2 separate regions of the Anas platyrhynchos genome follow, and region 2 is linked to region 1. A link is a contact called in public Hi-C data. All regions are on one chromosome and are shown on one strand. The core of a region is the stretch at or near the end of the contact, and the rest is flanking DNA. Distances in the headings are between cores, read along the strand shown. Region 1 holds the start of MYOD1 (myogenic differentiation 1). Region 2 overlaps OTOG (otogelin).

Region 1 (5,282 bases), core at 1,124-3,623:
CTACAACTCAACATGAATAAGAGCAATGGAATCCATCCTCCATATTAAAATATAGCGCACTTAATACGAAGTGAGCAAAACTGCTAGTTGAACTATAAACTAGTGCCAAATAAAAACAAGTAGTACAGCCAATGCTTGACTTCTACAATGGGCTTTTCCTTTAAGGAGTCATTACCTTTCTACAGTGTAGGCACAGCTTCCAGCATTTAACATCTTAAATGAGTTTCACCACAACAAAAATCCAACTTTTCAATGCAGGGCTGCTCCTTTTCCCCTGAAACAGTGCCACGTGTGTTTCTAAAAGATGCTTACCTTCACCTCTGCAGCTGGATGTTACCAGCACATTTTCAGACTTCAAGCCTTTTTCTCTTCCAAAATACCTCCTGGACCCTCTGCCTGAAAAGACAATTCTGTTAATTTTAGGTAAACTCACAATCAGCTATTTTCCCAGTTTATCATCTGAAAAAGAAAAAATAAATCAGTGACTATAGGTAGCTGAAGTTTTTTTTTGTCCACATGTTGTTTGTGCTGTGAGGCACATACGCCTATGAATATTACCTCAGGAAGTCTGTCAGCAGTACCTGTCAGTTGTGAATAGGATGAGCCTCTCCGTGCTTTGTAGTATGGGATGTACAATCTGCCTCTGCCTTCTCATCTTCATTTCAACCATACCCTGAGAAACAGGGATGAAGGATAAATGTGGAACAGTTATAGTGACAACAAAGTTTAAAGTAACCATACAGGTTTTCTTCCTTAGCTGGTTGTATACACACTCTGTACTTGCAAAGCAATGTCCAAAACCACCCAAACACACCACCTGCACTGCTCAGAATAGCCATCAGTGCCCTATATAACTGCATCTAAATTGGAAGCTCTGGAAGGACCTTATCTTTACTTGAAGTTATGAGTTACAGAGGCTTACAAACAGGTGTTGACAATGGCGTATTTCTAAACACTGCCATAAGCACTGCCTGTGGTTGTAGGGAAAGGGAGCTTGCTGCTGCCTACTCTCAGAGCAAGGAATTAACTTACAGCCTCTGTGGAGAACACGCCGTCCTTCCTCTTCTCCACTATGGCCACACAAAATTGAGAAGAGCAGCTCAGGATTTTGTGTTTTTGCAAGGACTTCTTTCAGGCATACCACAGAAGGCAACATCTTCCTGGACAAATGCAGCTGTGGGCAAAACACTGGAAAATGAACATGAGTTTTGGTGGTGGCAGCACAAGGTAAGTCTTCAAAGGCAGCTTCACTGGAAGACCACTCCAAGCAGAGCTCACCAGCTGCTCGTGGCTTCTTCCTGACTTTTTCACTTCAGTGAATTCATGCACTTAAGCGTGTTCATGGGCAGTTAAGTTACAGACAGTCTTGCTTGTATCGCTTGTCTACGTCCAGCCATTTGTTACTACTTTGCCCAAATTATGTGATCTGTGTGCAAGTCCCACAATGCTTTTTTCTGGGGTCTAATATAGCCTAGAAGCACGCTTACAGTGGCAGAATATGCTACAGCATGAGGTAATTATTAGGAAAATTACCTTTTCCACAAATTAAAATAACGATCTGCAAGGAGTTTGTGTGTTTTGAGTAGGTCACACGGCCAGCACCAAGCCTTGATTCTCCACGTACACACTCAGCGTTAAACTATTTATCATTTTTCTGCTATTGTATGTGTGGCATTACTTTGAATACAAATTATTTTCACTTCTAGCTGTTCAGTAAAGATTAGAAATAAAAATCTGTTCATTCCTTCTGGATCAAAGAACCTCTGTACTAACAGCAGTGTTTCCACAAGCTGGCTGCTCTGCCTCTCCGAACAGCTGGGAGATACACTTGTAAGTGAGTAAGGGTGGTCAATAGTTGATCTCCTTGGGACATATCGTTTTTCAGCGCTGGATACAGTGAAAGAACAAACTTGTACGGAGTCCAAAACATCCACCTAAAAGAAAAAAATAAAAAATAAAAAAAATATTTGGGGTAGTGACAGAATGTCCCTAACAGCTCTTATCTTTGCATTTGAAGACAAGTCAGTAGGAATTAGGGTCTGTAGGTTGGGAATGTTTGCAAAAAACTGAATCACACAACGACAGAAGGGCAGCGGAGGAGCGGAGCGGGCGGCACCTGCGGCTGCCGGGCCGCCCCCCGGCCACCCTGGGGGGGGCTCCGTGCTCCACGGCCCCCTCCCCGCCCCTCTCCGCCCCGTCCCGTCCCGTCCCCCCGGGGGGCTCCGGCATAAATAGAGCCCCGAGCGGCGCTCCCGGAGCGCTGCGCCTGGGGAGGGGGTCGGCGGCGGTGCCCGCAGCAGCAGCCGGCGCTCGGCAGCCCTCAGGGAGCCCCCCCCGACCCCCCTAAGTGTCGCCCCCTCTCCGCCGCCCCCATGGACTTACTGGGCGCCATGGAGATGCCGGAGGGCTCCCTCTGCTCCTTCACGGGCGCCGACGACTTCTACGACGACCCGTGCTTCAACACGTCGGACATGCACTTCTTCGAGGACCTGGACCCCCGGCTGGTGCACGTCGGGGGGCTGCTGAAGCCCGAGGAGCACCCGCACCACCACGGGCACCACCACCACGGGCACCCGCACGAGGAGGAGCACGTGCGGGCGCCCAGCGGGCACCACCAGGCCGGCCGCTGCCTGCTGTGGGCGTGCAAGGCGTGCAAGAGGAAGACCACCAACGCCGACCGGCGGAAAGCCGCCACCATGAGGGAGAGGCGGCGGCTCAGCAAGGTCAACGAGGCCTTCGAGACCCTCAAGCGCTGCACCTCCACCAACCCCAACCAGCGCCTGCCCAAGGTGGAGATCCTGCGCAACGCCATCCGCTACATCGAGAGCCTGCAGGCGCTGCTGCGGGAGCAGGAGGACGTTTACTACCCGGTGCTGGAGCACTACAGCGGGGAGTCGGACGCCTCCAGCCCCCGCTCCAACTGCTCCGACGGCATGGTGAGTGCCCCGTCGCCGAGGCCCCTCGAGCTCCGTCACGGGGCGAGTCGCCTCCTCCTGCCCTTCCCGTAGCTGCTGGCGTACGTCCTCCCCCGGCAGAAGATGAGCTCCCTTCTCCTGCCATGAAGTCCAGCAGCAACAGGGTCCCCACGCCAGGCTGTCTAGGAAAAGAAGAAAAATCGGTTATGGGCCTTTCCCAGGGAAAAAAAAAAAAAAAACAAAAAACAAAAAACAACACAAAACTGGGAGAAGTTAGGCAGTGTGCTAGGGGAGCGGTCTGGGATGGGTACCAGGGAGCGCAGTGAGGTCTGAGCCCTCCTCGTGCTTCAGAGCTCCCGGGGCACCTCCTCTGCTGGGGCAGCAGCGAGGAAGGTCCCAAAGGGTCATGGTAATTACAGGGGAAAACTCTCAGGGGAACTGATAGAGAGTCTGGGTTTTGTTTTCTGCCATTCGTCATGATAACAGGGCAGTCTAAGCAACAGTTGTCGTCTTTCTTGACCTGTTTGAAAACGGTTTTCCTCTTCTCCTCACACTTCACCTCCCCAATTCCCAGCAATAGGAAAAAGACCCCAGGCTTTCAGTCCTGTTCCCTCGTTATGGGGAGGGGAGAAGGGCTGCAGGGAGGCTGTCTCACAGCCTAATCTCATCGCTGGGGCTGTGGGCTTGGACTCTGCTCGGACGCAGGGTGGTGGGGATGTGGTGCCTGGCATGCGGGACAGCTGCCAGGGATGGGATCACAAGGGCGCTGTCAGCATTGAGATGATTTTCTATTTTTTGGTGAGGAGAATCAGCTCAGAGCTGAATATATGGGACTGAGAGAGTGGGCAGGTGGGAGACAAGATTTACACAAATGACCCCTCCTACAAATACTGCCTGTTATTTTCTTTTCATGGTAGATGAAAGTATGGGAAATAAATATATTGGTCAAGAACTAGGGGCTTTTCTGTACAAAATGGAACTGGGAAGAGAGACTAAAGGAAATCAAAAGGGACGAAGGTGGACTAAAGGCTTTTTAAGAGGAACTCACGTTTGGAAAAGCCTTCAAAAATAATTAAAAAAAAAAGATTGGTTCCTCCCTTGGACTCCCTATCATAAAATGAATGTATAGGGCAATAACAGGTGAGAATGCTGGAAAACCTCATCTCTTTGGCAAAACTACAGCATTAGTTGTAACAACAGCGGTAACTTGCCTTTTGGAACAGCTGTGCCACAAAATATTTTGGGGGTGATTTTTTTTTTTTGGGGGGGGGAGGCAAGTTAAGATCTGCCTCACTCTAAGACATAAACTTGATAGCATTTTAGCCAGGACTGGAGTGTTAGGGGACTGAAAATTGGGGACTGAAATACAAAATAAGGTAGTTCTTGGGATTTGAGGAATAAGCTGCCCCCCAACCAGTGATCTCACTCAGACTGCTCTCCTTTCCAGATGGAGTACAGCGGGCCTCCTTGCAGCTCTCGTAGAAGAAACAGCTATGACAGCAGCTACTACACAGAGTCACCAAATGGTGAGTATTTGCTGCAGTGGCAGTGTGAGAAACACGGCGACGGGGACAGCCAATGCAGCAGCCTCCCCTGTGCCTTCTCTGTCCCTGGTCATTTAGCTGACCCCAGCCGGGCTGAAAAAGGAACCTGCCTTTTCAGCCAGCGAGCTGCTGATGCTTGTAGAAGCATTGGATTTCCTCTAGATGTATTTGCAAGTATGGGGATGCGTTACAGCTGCATTTCCTACTTTGCAAATAAAACGTCTGGATAAAAATACATTCCTCTCAGCAACTAATCTCCAGTCTTTAACCATGTTTTGCATGAAGACTGTTCTAACCAGATATCACCGATCCAAACTGGAGAAATTGCTGATGAAATTCCAATTTTCCATTTCCTTTTTATGTGCTGAAGCGAATCCCTGGATCCACCCTCCCCAAAAAGCAGCATATTTTGCTTAGGTCCCTTCCATTTTGCAAATTACAATGTCTTTTGTCATAATTGGCATCCTTCATTGATACTCATTTCCTTTCAATCTTTATATGCTCACAAATGAGTACTTTCAGCCACTTGCTGGGGTTTTTATGAACGAACTACATCCTACTGACACGCAGTACTCATTGGATAAATTGATCATCTCTTTGTCTGTCTTTAGATCCAAAGCATGGGAAGAGTTCTGTTGTTTCCAGCCTTGATTGCCTCTCAAGCATTGTGGAGAGGATTTCCACAGACAACTCCACATGTCCCATACTGCCTCCAGCTGAAACCGTTGCTGAAGGCAGTCCCTGTTCCCCCCAGGAAGGAGCAAGCCTGAATGATAGCGGAGCCCAAATTCCTTCCCCCACCAACTGCACCCCTCTTCCCCAG
Region 2 (5,282 bases), core at 1,671-4,170, 130 kb before region 1:
CCAGAACAGCAGAGACAGAGATGTCAAGTTTCAAATTCACATTTGAAATTATTGAGAAATTAGAGGAAGTCAGGAATTGATCTTTTTTATGGATATAAATACGGCTTCCTTTTTTTTTAAAAAAAAAAAAAAATAAATCATGTTCTCAAGCTGGTTGACTTTACCATTCACAGAATTATCATAAGATGCGTTACTCTTTTAATATCACTGTGGGTTAATATTATATATACTATAAAAGTGTAAGTAACTTGCACTATGTAAATCCTGTGGTGAAGTTCTTAATAAGGTTAGCTATGTGCTTAAAAAACTAACTTGCTTTAAATGTAACGGCTGTCTCAGAGAATTTTCAGATAAAATCTCAAGATGCAGTAGATACATGCACACTGCACACAGAGGTATTTATCAATGTTTGATACAGGGCATTTTGCTTGTTCTCAGCGTTTGTATCTTATACAGATATAATATGGTACAGAAGCACGGTACAAAACTGAAAATTAAATTTATTTATTTATTTATTTTTTACAAAATTCTCTTACATCTTTAGTCAGATTTATACATGATGTAGTTGACTAGTTACCTTCTGTTTACTCATACCCATTTCCATCAATAGATTTATTTATTTTTTTAATGCCCTGTTTTACTTATGCTGAATTGCTCTTAAGTTTAAATTGAGCTTGTATGCTTTGCCAGTCCCAGAGATCATGACCTAGGGCTTGGGACTGGATAATGCTGAGCACCTACTGTTCTACCTGCAAATTCCAAGTATGTCCCTAAACACATCTGCTGAGTAGCTCTTGGAATTAAACTGAGGTTCCTGGAGAATTATAACATCTTTCCCATTTATACCACAAAGACAAATGTTTGACCTCCTGCTTTTGAGTGAATAAATAGGAGGAGATTAGATAGTTACGTTAACAGGATTATATTCATCCACCAGCATAATAGTAAGATAAAGCTGAAGTATTTGAAAGGTAGATAATTATATTTTGTTTTCAGTTATGTTTTGGCTAGGCACAAAGTTCATTCTTTTCAGTGATACTTGCTTACATTTCTCATTGCAGAAACTTGAAAGTCATGGGCAGAGTTTGTTGGTAGTTTGTACGTGTTAAGTGGGTAGATAGTATTTCATGTTACTAAACTTGTAACTGAGGAGATAGGCAATCTGAGTTACTAAGCAGAGTTTTGCTGCTGTTATAAATAGAGTGAATTCTAAAGAATTTTTTTCTTCCTTCTAAATTATTTTAAATCTCTGGGGAAAGTAACAAAATAAAAAGGTACAAGATGAGAAGGAGAGTTTAAATACCTTTTTTCATAGTCTTAACCTTTATTTTAAATACAACCTTCTGTTGAAGTCAGTATAATTAAACATTTTTTTTTTTCTTTTCAAGTAAATAGATTTTTTTTGAACATGGCAAGAAATTATTCTGACAATGGCAAATGTTATTCTTGTGGGGTAGAAGTCAATATAAAAAATGGCAGGATGGACTTGTGACCAGTAGGTATTGTCAATACACACACACACACACACAGAGTGGCCGAGGTACTAAGAAAGGTAATTGTGACTCAACAGAACACCACAATCTGTCAGTGGTAAAAAATAAAATTAAAACTCTTCATTGGATTACACTAGTAGTTCTACTACAGTACTGACTGTTCTTATTACCACAGAATTAAATTTGAAAGCCACAGAAAATGAAGATCATAAATGCTTCTCTGAAGTCCAAGCATGTGAGAGAAATACATATGGGGTTGGCAAAGTGTATAGGCACATTCATACAAAAGCTTTCTACAGTACCATAACCATTTATATGCTCAGCTCCTGTTAGGTAAAATAGGATCATAGAATGTTTTGGTTTGGAAGGGACTTTAAAGATCATCTCATTCCAACCAGCCTACTGCAGGCAGGGACATATCCCACTAGACCAAAAATGGTCTCTCTAAGCCCCATCCAATCTGGCCTTGAACACTGCCAGGGATGGGGCATCCACAGTTTCTCTGGCAACCTGTTCCACTGCCTCAGCACCCTCAGAGTAAAGAATTTCTTCTGAATATCCAGTCTAAATCCACCCTTTTTTAGTTTAAAGCCATTAAATAAATTATTAGAATAATAAATGAAAGAGTAACAAACGATGAGAATAAATTGATGATGAAAAAAAATGATGATGACATGAGCCAAAAGTGTGGCCAGCAGAACAAGAGAGGGGATTCTCCCCCTCTGCTCCGCTGTTGTGAGACCCCACTTGGAGCCCTGCCTTCAGTTCTGGGGCTCCCAGCACAAGAAGGATGTGAAAATAACAAAACACATCAAGAGGAAGGCCACAATGATGATCAGATCGCTGGCGCATCTCTTCTATAGACAGGCTGAGGGAGTTGGCATTGTTCAGCCTGGAGAAGAAAAGGCTCGGGTGAGACATTATATGGGGCCTACAGGGAAGCTGGGGAGGCACTCTGTCAGGGAATAAGAGGATAAGAAAAATGGTTTTAAACTAAAAGAGGGTAGGTTTAGATTAGGTATTTGGAAGGAATTTTTTATTCTGAGGGTGTTGAGGTGAACAGGTTGCCCAGAGAAGCTGCGGATGCCCCATCCTGGAGGTGTTCAAGGCCAGGCTGGATGGGGCTTCGAGCAACCTGGTCTGGTGGGAAGTGACCCTGCCCATGGCAGGGGGTTGGATCCGTGTGAGCTTTAAGGTCCCTTCCAACCCAAATCATGCTGTGTTTCTGTGATTCTATAAATGTGGGCTCAGCTGGCATGTTGACAGGAACGACTGCCATCCAGGGCATACTTCATCATTTTGTTAAGGATTTGCTCTGTCACCAAATAGAAGACAAATGCTGAGAGACTTCACCAGGAGGTACGTGGTTATCTTCAAATGCCATAGCAAATCCTTTTGAGGAAAACACGTCTGATACAAGAATCTTGACTCATTGTCTGTAAACTGTGTATCATTCTTTTGTTGTGAGTGAACAGTACTGTTGCACAGAGTACAGTAAGCTCATGTTACTGCTTGCGGATTGGGGGAATTTAACTATTAAAAAAATGGGAAGCATGTAGTGGAGGTGGCTGATTAGCCTCCCGAATAGTATAAAGCATTCATGCCTTGTGCTGGTGAAATCCAGTTTCTGAGCAATGGTATTTTCTGTGATGGGAAGAGCAGTGCTCGAGTTCCGGCATAAAATTTAATATCTAAAATCAATACAGAGAGTGAAAGGAATATTACCCTCAGTTTAGGAAGAGGTACTTTAAATGGCTGTAGAGCCATTGTTGCTACTTTTCCTTTTACCCCAGTGACTCTGAGTACTAGGGTCATAGTTTATATATAAAGGTAGTGAAAAGAGGCAAAAATATCTATTATGTTACCTTGATTTAAGGATACTTTATTATTCTCTTGGCTTAGTCTTGAATTCATTGTAGTTAAAACAAGACTGCCTGTTTTATCTCACATTCATTTTCTGCCTTATCTTTGTTTAGCATAAACTTTGTAAGCAGGAACTGCATCTTGCTGCGTGTTTTTCATGGTGGCTAGCACAGTCAGGTAGGTCCTTGAGCTGCATAGGCATTCCAGAAGTGATGTTGTCAGTAATGAAAAGTTAAAATACGAAGAATAAAATTAAATCAATATAAGCTGAAAATTGTCTAATGATGTAGAAGCATTTTCCCATAACTCATAAGGCATGTATTTCACTTTATCTGATGGGTTTACTTGAGATGTACTGAAAACTTTGGAGATACTGGAAACCAATTCATGGAATATATTCAGCTCTTGCTGTGGTGATACGGTCTGTTCTTTTATACAATTTAAACATTACAAAAAATGAATAGAGCTTTGTATGGCATGTTGAGTACCTTCACATCCATTGACTAGAAAATTAAGCACCCATTGGTTCTACAGCTCTCCTTTGAAAATCATTTTTATGACAAGGTTCATGGATTCATCTATTGTCTGTCCTTTGTTCTGCAAAATCAGGGAGAAATTTTGCAGAAAAGCATGATTTTGTTAGTTCCTTATGGAAATCGATGTTCATGTTGCACTCAGCAAATGCTATATGCCTTTATGTACAAGCTCCCCACTATTTCCTATCAAGGCATGCAATGCCTGCAAACTCTTTGAATGTAATCTCTAGGAACGCTTGAGGGAAATGGGGCAATCGCTTCATAAAAGATGAAGTTCATATAAAGAATGAGAGAAAAGATGTTAAGCTCAGCATTTACAAGTGTTAATTCAAGATCATTGTTCTGCTAAATTGAGAAACTGGCATTCTTCATCAGGTTGTCAGATGTGTTCTACCAAGCTTGTGCCTTTATTGTGTTTGAAACTTCTGTTATGATTACTGTTGAGTTAAAAGTTATGGATCTGTCTCCATACCTAGTCTAAGGTAGTCTGATGAATGAGATTTCCTAGACTGTGCTAGAATATAGTGTGATAGTGGGTTGTTACCATGGGTAGTGAATGCTTGTTCCAGTGGGTCTCAGATGTGTTCTTTTTGTCATATATAATTTGTCCTTCAACCTTTTTACTCTGACCTGTCAGTGAATGCAAAACCTGATGCATCAGTCATTCAGACATTCCAAAATGTATGGAAATAATTCCTTTCCTCCATTAGATTTACATAATTTAAGTCAGTTTCACAAGAAGGTTAACAGATTAATTCAGGAAGTGTTCTCATTTCTGTATAGGATAGTAACTTTGTAAATACATTTGTTATTGTCATTAAGAGTCATGTTTTTGAAAGCAGCACCCGTGTCCCTGTGTAGGACAAAATGTTAAAAGTGTTAAAACACTAGATGGCAACATACACACTCTTACTTTAATAAGGGTGTGGGTGTCTGAGTTTGATTTATACCTTTGATTTAAGATAATTATTTGTACTAAAAAGGAAGACATTTATGGTTAATAATTGCAGAGGAGTAACTAACCATAACTGCAGAGGCTGCTAAATTGCAGGAAAAATGTTTTCTTGGGATTTTCCAGGAAAGATAAGTGTCGCGAGGAAGGTGTAAAAGAACTAGTCTCTGTGTATCAGTAAAGATCAGCAAAACTTAAAAGCCAAAAGATTTACAAAGACCCAAAATGGAAAGTCCTTCTAAGCAGTAAGCATTCTCTTTCTGGTCATTAATATAAATATTGTTCAAGTGCAGCTATTGTTCACAGGCTCTGAACCACATAGGTTTCAGACCACTTTTAGCATTCTAGAGGGGACAAATATGTCATGGTGGTGTTTTTCTTTAGGTATAGATGTAAGGAAAGTGCCAATGCCCTACCCTGGCTGCTACAGGAAGGAGC

Evidence for each region. Hi-C and Micro-C count contacts between places; a contact is called where the count stands out from the background.
Region 2: a Hi-C map of skeletal muscle shows a contact between it and region 1, with 5 times the contacts expected there. The contact joins the enhancer-like site here to the promoter of MYOD1 in region 1. A contact is called at or near these places in 5 of 8 Hi-C or Micro-C datasets (F1 follicle, liver, skeletal muscle and 1 more).

Annotation. Positions count from the first base shown.
Region 1 is chr5:60,208,075-60,213,356 of IASCAAS_PekinDuck_T2T, reverse strand. It overlaps MYOD1 (myogenic differentiation 1), which reads left to right and starts at 2,373. Exons shown (of 3, transcript NM_001310358.1): 1 at 2,373-2,936; 2 at 4,363-4,441; 3 at 5,071-5,282. The coding sequence starts at 2,373. LOC106015261 (a long non-coding RNA gene) reads right to left here. Exons shown (of 8, transcript XR_011809851.1): 8 at 2,739-3,093. LOC113843759 (a long non-coding RNA gene) reads right to left here and starts at 2,215. Exons shown (of 10, transcript XR_011809850.1): 1 at 1,774-2,215; 2 at 582-673; 3 at 313-459.
Region 2 is chr5:60,339,224-60,344,505 of IASCAAS_PekinDuck_T2T, reverse strand. All of the region lies in intron 33 of OTOG (otogelin), which reads left to right. Among named protein-coding and RNA genes, the nearest start is that of OTOG, 70 kb to the left of the region's middle. Within about 2 kb of position 2,920, at least 1 of the 8 cell types and tissues checked has an H3K27ac peak or open chromatin away from gene starts, as enhancers often do.